2 separate regions of the Sus scrofa genome follow, and region 2 is linked to region 1. The links are chromatin contacts, called in public promoter capture Hi-C maps. All regions are on one chromosome and are shown on one strand. Each heading gives the region's core, a stretch centred on a gene start, on an enhancer-like site or on the middle of the called end of the contact. The rest is flanking DNA. Distances are from core to core; before and after follow the strand shown. Region 1 holds the start of CDH24 (cadherin 24). Region 2 holds the start of RBM23 (probable RNA-binding protein 23).

What was found. Promoter capture Hi-C pulls out the DNA fragments that hold promoters and counts their contacts.
Region 2: a contact with region 1 is called in a promoter capture Hi-C map of fetal liver, with 2.2 times the contacts expected there. The contact joins the promoter of RBM23 here to the promoter of CDH24 in region 1. A contact is called at or near these places in 2 of 5 promoter capture datasets (fetal liver and fetal skeletal muscle), 3 of 47 Hi-C or Micro-C datasets (brain, heart right ventricle and liver) and 1 of 2 datasets of contacts at active chromatin or transcription factors (alveolar macrophages).

The regions. Positions count from the first base shown.
Region 1 is chr7:75,990,104-75,994,706 of Sscrofa11.1, forward strand. CDH24 (cadherin 24) reads left to right here and starts at 1,802. Exons shown (of 12, transcript NM_001243615.2): 1 at 1,802-2,106; 2 at 2,285-2,579; 3 at 2,775-2,894; 4 at 2,969-3,136; 5 at 3,309-3,496; 6 at 3,807-4,060. The coding sequence starts at 1,906.
Region 2 is chr7:76,118,320-76,122,792 of Sscrofa11.1, forward strand. It overlaps RBM23 (probable RNA-binding protein 23), which reads left to right and starts at 2,406. Exons shown (of 14, transcript XM_021099252.1): 1 at 2,406-2,729. The coding sequence starts at 2,534. It overlaps PRMT5 (protein arginine methyltransferase 5), which reads left to right. Exons shown (of 17, transcript NM_001160093.1): 17 at 753-1,298. The coding sequence ends at 905.

The sequences.
Region 1 (4,603 bases), core at 552-3,051:
CGGAGGCTGGGCTCTCCTCTCCTGCGCGGCGCGGAGCCGCCTCGCTCCTCCGCAGGCGGAGCCTCCTTCCCCCGCCCCCTCCGTCTCGCTCCCTTGTTCTCAGCCGGGGCCGCTCAGACCTGCAGCGGAGCCGCGGCGCCCGCTCGGATCGGCTCGGGGCTGTGCCCCCCTGGGACCCGGCGGCTGGGGCCGGCGGAGACCGTCCCCGCCGGGCTGGGCCCCTCGGCACTGCCAGGTAAGGGCTTCTGCTCCGGAGCCCGCGGTCGGGAATTCGCGCAGGGGCAGCAGGGGGCCCGCAGCCTGCGGGTATCTTCAGAGCGGTGAGCGGTGCGCTCCGCGGCTGGGAGCCCACTGCCGGCTCCCTTCTCCCGCGCTCTCCAGCTTTCCCTTCTTCCCTCGCACCTCTCTCCCTCTTTTAACCATTTTCCTCTCCCTCGATCTCTCTTCACCCAGCCTTCTCTCTGCCTGTTTGCCTTCTCTGCCCCTTCCCTCTGTCTCCCCAACCCTTCTCTCTCCTTCTTACCCTGTCTTGCTCCATCTCCTCTTCCTCTTTGCTGTTTTCTTCCTCCACCTCTCTCTCCTTTCCCGTCTCTTCCTTTTCCCGCTCTCCTTTCCTTCCCCTGTTCCTTCTCTCTCCTCTCCCCTTCCCTTTCCCACTCTCCTATTTCCCACTCCTCTCTCCCTTTCCTTCTCCCTCCTCGTCCCGCCTCCCTCTCCGGTCGCCGGCTCGCCTCCGGCTTCCCTCTTCCCTCGGGAAGGAAAGGACTGTCAGGTGTGTGTCTGCTCTGGGGGAGGAGAGGCGCAGCCACAGCCACCTGGGGGGACCCCCTAGGAGGAGAGGGAGAAGACAGTGGTGGGAAGGGTCCTCTCTCTAGCTTCCATCCCACAGCCCCTCCTGGCTGCCCCCTCTCCCAGAATGAAGTTCTCCTCCAGGGTGGCCTGGTCTAACCCCCTCAGCTGAAGCTGCCCCTTCCTGTCCATCACACATACTGAAAGCCCCTCTGCCCTCTCAGCCACCCATTCTCTAGCCTGGTACCCATATGACTCCTCTCTGCTTTTCAGACACCCAGGCTGCCACCTTGGGTCTCTTTCCTTCTGTCTCTTGCTGCCATTCTGTCTCTGTCTCTGCAGCCAGTCCCTGAGTCTTGGTCTCAACCTCAATCACGCTGTGTCTCTAGCCTCTGGGTCTGCCTCTGCTCCCCCTCCCCGGTCTCCTGGCCTCTGCCACCCCTCTTCTTCCAGCTCTGGCCCCTACAATGCCTCATGAGTCCAGGTCTCCCTTCAAGGACTTCAGCTAGCAGTGTGTTAGGGTCAGTTTCTGGAGAGGCGGGGTTCTCTGTGGAGGAGGGACTTTCACAGGCTTTCAACCCTGTTTGAGGCTGCACTCCTTGTCCTCTCACCCTGACCCTAGGCACCCTCAGATCACACCTCCAGGAGTCCAGATCCCTTTATTTTAAGCCCTTTCCCTGGTAGCCCCCATTTCCTCCAGCCCCCAGCTGCATGCCCACCCTGGGAGAACAGGAGCCAGATTTGAGGTTCCCAGCCCTCCCAGCATACCCTCTCCTATTTTCTCCCCAAGCTTCTCTACTCACTTGACTGGCCGGAGATTTATCAGCTTGGAGGGCTGGAGGTGAATACAGGCAGAGCCTGGGTGGAGGGAAAGATCAGACTGCTTTCTGTCTTAGTCTGGTTTCTGGTCACTGGTGTTTCTGGTTCCTCGGAGGTCTGATCTTGAGCATCTAACTTTGGAGGGGGGAGGGTTAAGGGTTTCCTTGACCCTGAACAGCTACCTCTCCTGCAGGTGTGGATCCATGGGGTAGTCCCAAAGCATCTGCCCCTCTGCCCCAGGCAGCTCATGCCTTAACACCCAGGGGCAGTGAACAGAGCCCTGGCTGGTGCCCAAACATGTGGGGCCTGGTGAGGCTCCTGCTGGCCTGGCTGGGTGGCTGGGGCTGCATGGGGCGCCTGGCAGCCCCAGCCCGGGCTTGGGCAGGGTCCCGGGGAGGCCCAGGACCAGCACTGCTTCGGACCCGAAGGAGCTGGGTGTGGAACCAATTCTTTGTCATTGAGGAATATGCTGGACCAGAGCCCGTCCTTATTGGCAAGGTAAGGATCAAGCCTCCCATGTCTACCCTGACTCTCAAGGCTCTGCCCTGCAACTTCACTTCTGCAATGACCTTGGTCCCTCAGAACTCCCAACACTCCACCGAGGCCCAGACTTAGACTCTTTAACTTTCTGTCCCTGCGCTTGGAACCCGCTGCCATCTTTCCCTGACCCGTACAGCTGCACTCGGACGTGGACAGGGGTGAGGGCCGCACCAAGTACCTGCTGACGGGAGAGGGGGCAGGCACCGTATTTGTGATCGATGAGGCCACAGGCAATATCCATGTCACCAAGAGCCTGGACCGGGAGGAGAAGGCCCAGTATGTGCTACTGGCCCAAGCTGTGGACCGAGCCTCCAACCGCCCCCTGGAGCCCCCATCAGAGTTCATCATCAAGGTGCAAGACATTAATGACAATCCACCCATCTTTCCCCTCGGGCCATACCACGCCACAGTGCCCGAGATGTCCAACGTCGGTGAGTATCCCGAGTCCGGACATCGTGGATCCCACCTCCTAGAGCGCCCTCCCTCACCTCTCCCTCCCCCACCCCTTTCTGCCCCGGAAGCCACCTCCCTCAGTTCAGCCCCACTCATGTCTGGGTCCTGATCGTCTGCTGTTCTTCCCTACTTGGCTCTGCCCCTGCTGAGTGGGGTGCCGGGATCCCCCACAGGGACTTCAGTGATCCAGGTGACTGCTCATGATGCTGATGACCCCAGCTACGGGAACAGCGCCAAGCTGGTGTACACCGTGCTGGATGGACTACCTTTCTTCTCTGTGGACCCCCAGACTGGTGAGGCTAGAGCTCAGGAGCCGGGTGGGGCTGCCTTGGGACCAGGCACCCTCTGATCCATCATCTCTCCCTAGGAGTGGTGCGGACCGCCATCCCCAACATGGACCGTGAGACGCAGGAGGAGTTCTTGGTGGTGATTCAGGCCAAGGACATGGGTGGCCACATGGGGGGGCTGTCGGGCAGCACTACGGTGACGGTCACCCTCAGCGATGTCAACGACAACCCCCCCAAGTTCCCGCAGAGTAAGGGGCCAGTGCTGTCGCCTGAGCCATCTTTTAAGCACCCCACCCCTTGCAGCCTCTTGAGAAATCTGCCCTCCCACCCCTCCCGAGCCAGGCCTGGGAGAAGGACATGCCGGGAGAGGGAGGAGGGCTGGAGACCTCTCTAAGATCGTCTCCCTCCATCCTCCCCAAGGCCTGTACCAGTTCTCCGTGGTGGAGACCGCTGGGCCGGGCACCCTGGTGGGCCGGCTGCAGGCCCAGGACCCAGACCTGGGGGACAACGCCCTCATGGCATACAGCATCCTGGACGGGGAGGGGTCCGAGGCCTTCAGCATCAGCACAGACTCCCAGGGTCGAGATGGGCTCCTCACTGTCCGCAAGGTTAGCCTCCTGTCTCATGCCACAGACCCACTCATAACTGCCTCCTGCCCCAGGGGTCATGCCTCTAACTGGTCTAGAACAGACTCAGGATCCCTGTGTTGGAGCTTGGAGATCATGGTCACCTCCTCATCCTTCAGATGAGGGCCTGGGGCACTTCATGGGGAAGTGACTGGTTGAAGACTTTGCATAGAGCAAGTCTGTGATGGAACTGGGGGCAGACCTAGAGTTCTGCCCACCAAGGCTACCACCCCTCTGGTGCCCTCCTCCCTGGTCTCCATCTGCCGCAGTCACTCCATCTCCCTCCCCACAGCCCCTGGACTTCGAGAACCGTCGCTCCTACTCCTTCCGTGTGGAGGCCACCAACACGCTCATCGACCCAGCCTATCTGCGGCGAGGGCCCTTCAAGGACGTGGCCTCAGTGCGCGTGGCTGTGCAGGACGCCCCAGAGCCACCTGCCTTCTCCCAGGCTGCCTACCACCTGTCGGTGCCCGAAAACAAGGCTCCCGGGACCCTGGTGGGCCAGGTGTCAGCCTCTGACCTGGACTCCCCAGCCAGTCCAATCAGGTGAGCAGGGGTGCCGGCCAGGCTGGGCGGGCCTCGGGGAAGGGGCCCAGCAACAGGCTGTTCTCACCTGAGGATGAGCCTCCTTGACTGCAGGTGACATTCACCTCCTGGTAGAAGTTTCCCTGCAGGCCTGGGTACCAGGGGAGAGCCAGAGGACCTGGCTAACCACTCCCAGACTCGCCACCCGTCCCTCTGGGTGGATGATAGTGGTGCCTCCTAGAGGCAGGGCAGACAGATGGACTCTTATCCAATGATTGCAATGGATCAGTTGACAGCTATGGCTATTGCTCACTCCTTTCAGTGCTTCACATTTTACCCACTTGATAACATTTCACTCTCACAACAATGTGTGTAGTAGTAGCCTTAACATCACCCGTTGCTTTAGCAGCTTGGCCCTGAGAGGCTGAGTAACCTGCCCGAGGTCTCGCAGTCAGTAAGTAGCAGCGCTGGAACTCAGACCCAGACTTGTCAGCCTCCAGGAGACCCACTCTTTCCACCTCCCCAGCCAGCATCCCTGGCACAGCACGGAAGGAGGTGCTGGTG
Region 2 (4,473 bases), core at 1,156-3,655, 130 kb after region 1:
ATCCATGAGGACGTGCGTTTGATTCCTGGCCTCACTCAGTGGTTTAAGGATCTGGCATTGCTGTGAGCTGTGGTGTAGGTCAGTTGCAGCTCAGGTCCTGCATTGCTGTGGCTGTGGTGTGGGCTGGCAGCTACACCTCCGATTCAACCCCTAGCCTAGGCCCTAGCAGATGCAGCCCTAAAAGGGGGGGGGGGGCAAAAAAAATCCCAGTAAAACCTGTATATTATAGAGTAACCATTTTTTTAAAAAACGGTCTTAAATCCTTATTAGATGGTGTGCTCTAGTTTTTGCCTGCCTTTTCAGTTATTGTCCCCTTGATTACATTGCTTCAGTCCTATGGACCTTCTTTCAGTTCCTCTAATACTCCATGTTCTTTCCTGCTTCAGGTTTTCACACCTTTGTCCTTTGCCTATAAAGTTCTTTGTTCATTTCTTGACCCAGCTAACGTATCTCCCAGGTCTCATGAAACATTCCTATTGTCAGATAACTTTCCCTGACTTTCTAGCCTAGGTTAGCGCTACCTTTCATAGATGCCTTTATAGCACCCCATCCCTGTTCACAGCATTCATCCCACTTTTTATTATTTGTTCAGTGTCTGTTCTGTTCTGATTATTTGTTCTGATAGACCTCAAATAAACCTCATGAGGGTTGGAACATCACGTTTGATCATTTTCTCTCCACACCTAGCTAGCTACATTGCCACATAAAATTGATTAGCTCCACCCTGAACTCCCCTGTCTTTCTTCTTACAGCAGCCTATTACAGTGCGTGAAGGCCAGACCATCTGTGTCCGTTTCTGGCGATGCAGCAATTCCAAGAAGGTGTGGTATGAGTGGGCTGTGACAGCACCTGTCTGTTCTGCTATTCACAACCCCACAGGCCGCTCCTACACCATTGGCCTCTAGCCCTGCCTGCAAGTGTCTAAAACCTTAGAAGCAGCTTCAGGTTCTACTCCTGTAGCACAGAAGGTGCAGTACACCATGGGTTCTGATTTGCCTTGCCCATCAGAGAGGAGCATTTCAGTCAGCTTTCCTACCTTAGGCCATGGGCAAAGGGTGAGAATTGCAGGGCTTGCGCTGCCAACCTGTGAAGACCTCTGGCTAAGGCATGAGGAGTTTGTGCTGGATCTGAGGCTGCTCCAACAGGCACTCAGCCTCAAGTGCTCCCTGGAATAGCCCTGAGAACATGTGGATTGAACAAATTTTCAGCCTTTTTCCCTGCCCATCTCTGTTCCTGTTTTGGTGGTTTTGTGTAAGGAGGAAATACAAATAAAGTGAAGTTATGGCCTTTCCTGCTCCAACCCTGTTGCCCCCTGCCTGTTTCTCCACCCCTTACTTACACAAATTCAGACCTGTGCTCTTTTCCAAGACACGAAGGGACCTTGCTTTATTTCCTATTTAAGAAGCTTAGTGGTGACTCTTGGACTCCCAGGTCCAGCTACAGTGCGGTCTTATCCATTAGGACCTGTGATAAGGCTCTTGTCTGGGGACAGGGCAGGGTGCTGCCATGAAGAAAGATGGGGTAGTGAGTGAAGCCAGCCACCCTTTCACCTTCCTGAGCTGCTGCACTGCCAGCTCCTTTGTTACTTCTTGGGAGAAATACTGGAAGTTACCCAGACTCCTGCAGCCAGAAGCCGCATATTTTGTTTGAATAAAATCACAGGGTTAAAGTTGGAAATCCTCAGACATAATCCAGTTCTACATTTACAGAGGAAGGATTTGAAATTGGTACAATGATATAAAGTTAATATACCAAATTAGGACTCAACATGATTCCTCTCACTTCGTGGCCCTCTCCATGTTTTAACCAGCTACGTTTCTGGCAGCTGAAGTCTTAGGGTTCTGGAAGCCCTTGGGTCATGAGTGTGGACAATTCCTTCTCTTTATGGTTAGAGGGATGAGTATTGTTGCACCCAAAGAGTCACTTGCGAAACTCTTTTCTTGTGGTTTCGAGGTGTGTGGGGCACTGATTTGAACTGAAGGTATGTGAGCTGTAGGACCAGGCAGAATGTGGAAGACTAATCTGACCGACTAATCAGGTCCAAGCGCTGAGGACAGAAGGCGGCGGCTAGGAGAGAATGTAGACAGAATGAGGATGTGGAGCCCAGCATTCCTCCCCACGTGAAGCAAATGCAGTTGCTCTCTATAAAGCCGTCCTGGATAAGCTTAATGAGACCCCGTCTTGCCAAAATAGAATAGGGACCGGCAAGGACGTCACTGTACCTCCCCGTTGGCTCCGCCCACAGCGTTGACCTAGCTTCAGGAGTGCGGGGGAGCTGGGCAGGCGAGTCCTTGCCGCGTCTGCGCCGGGTTTCCCCGCCCTGTCGCAAGCCATTTAACCAATGAGAGCGATGGGCGGATGTCTAAAGCTTCTGCTTTTCCCCAGTCTTGGAAAGGTTAGCCAATCAATGGGAACTTGATGGTTGCTAAGAGACCTTTGAGCTTGGCTCCACCCTTGCTTAGGATTTTAGCCAATGAAAATCTGTACTTTGGACTGTTGCCGCTAAACCGGAGAGGTTCGTTCTGCCGCCTGAATGTTTCCGCGCCTGCGCAGATCGGGGAAGGTTCTGGAAGACTGTGGAGCTGCCGCCATTTTGCGGGAAGTGGAGCAGCTCCGGTTGCTGTGGTGCTTTTATTGCGGAGTGTCTGGAAGAGAGACATACTTAGCACCCTCCGACACACCCAGAGGAACCGAAGGAACCGGGGTCCCCCTGCGGGGACCCGGAACTGGTAAGAAACCCCGAAACCGGTCCCCCCGTCGCGACGTCACCTATGCGTGACGTTGTCGCACGGCCCCTCCCCCTTACGTCAGAGGCAGAAAATGGCGTTAAGAGCAGAATGGGGCAAACTTTTAAAATAAATTTTTTTTGGCTTTCTTTGATCTGGAAGTGTTCGCTACTTAATTGTTGTCCACTGGCACTGTATTAGGGATCGGCAGCCTCGTGGCTGTGTCTACCGATGAAAGACTGTTTCAAGGATCCCCGTGACTGATCCCTTTCCAGGTTCCCACATTGCTGATGTTTAGAGTCCCACGTACTGTGGAGGGACAGTCTCAGAGGACACTTGGGATCGGTTTTCAGGCCCTAGTGGCACTACTCAGAGAGATGAGGGAATTGAGATTTATTCCTCAGTGTCTGAAGTTTCACGTTCCGTGTTTGGTCACTGCTCACACATTCCGTGGCGGCGGTAGAGGAATATAGTGAGGCCACAAACGAGGTTTCAGCATCAGGATACCGGCCCTCGCAGAGATGCTGCCCGTCGGTTACTTGTAGGTCCGTGTTTTGAAATGTGGCCTTGGCTTGTTACACAGCGTGGGGAATGTTTTTATCTTTTTCATTGTTGCTGTACTTAATTAAGCTGTCTTGTGCCCAGCTCAGTGACCGGACCCAGGAGATGGCGCTACCATCACCCCTGGAACTTCAGCGTTTGGTGAATTATGCCCAATCCAGGCCAACCGCGGTTCTTCATTCTCCTTTGCCCCCGCAGCAGTGGGACCCAAGCGCTGACGTGGGTCTTGACTGTGTGGCATGACAGGGTCCATGCAGCGCCATGGTTGTGGAACCCTAATGCAATTTTTCAGAGCAGGGTTGGAGGAAAGCAAAGTTTTAATGGATGGGATTGAATGGACTTTGACCAGTAATTAGGACTTAATTTGAAAACTTCCAACCAGAAAACTCATAATATTTTTAGAACATTTAGAAAGATAGATTAGACCCAGTGAGATTTCAAGTTGCAAAGTGTGCTGGTGTTATATATATGTGTGTGATTAAATAGATTCATTCGTTTCTGAAGTCTGAAAACTTTATTCCATAGGTAGGGGTTCACTTGTTGACTTATCTGAAGGTTTTCCTTTTTGGTAAGTTATTCTTATTCTCTACTAGCCACTGAACAGTTAAGAGCAGTTCTTGAAATCAGAAAGCATTTTATTTGGAGGGTTAAAGGCAGACTGTAAAAAATGAAGAACATTACGACGATTTGAAAATTTGTATTCCAACCAATAGGACTGAAAGGAACAGTCAGTAGATGAAAAACTTACTTTTAGAACTATTTTCCCACAATAGGCTGGGTAGCATATATTAAAATCAGCCTGGTTACGGATATATTGAAGCATATACTGTTACCGAATATCTGTAAGCCACACAATAAGGTGTGACTAATGGGACTGATTCATTTGATAAACCTATCAGAACATTAATTCTCCAGATAAGTATATATTTAAAAGTAGATATCTTGGTATGCTGTGTGCTTCTCTTTTTGAAGTTTCTTTTGAGGTTAAGTTATAAACTACATGAGAGGTAACCTAGACTAAGGGTCAGAAGATTTCTTTTTATTTATTTTTTTGTCTTTTTGCCATTTCTTGGGCCACTCCCATGGCATGTGGAGGTTCCCAGGCTAGGGGTCGAATGGGAGCTGTAGCCACTGGCCTACACCAGAGCCACAGCAACGCGGCATCCGAGACGAGTCTGCAACCTAT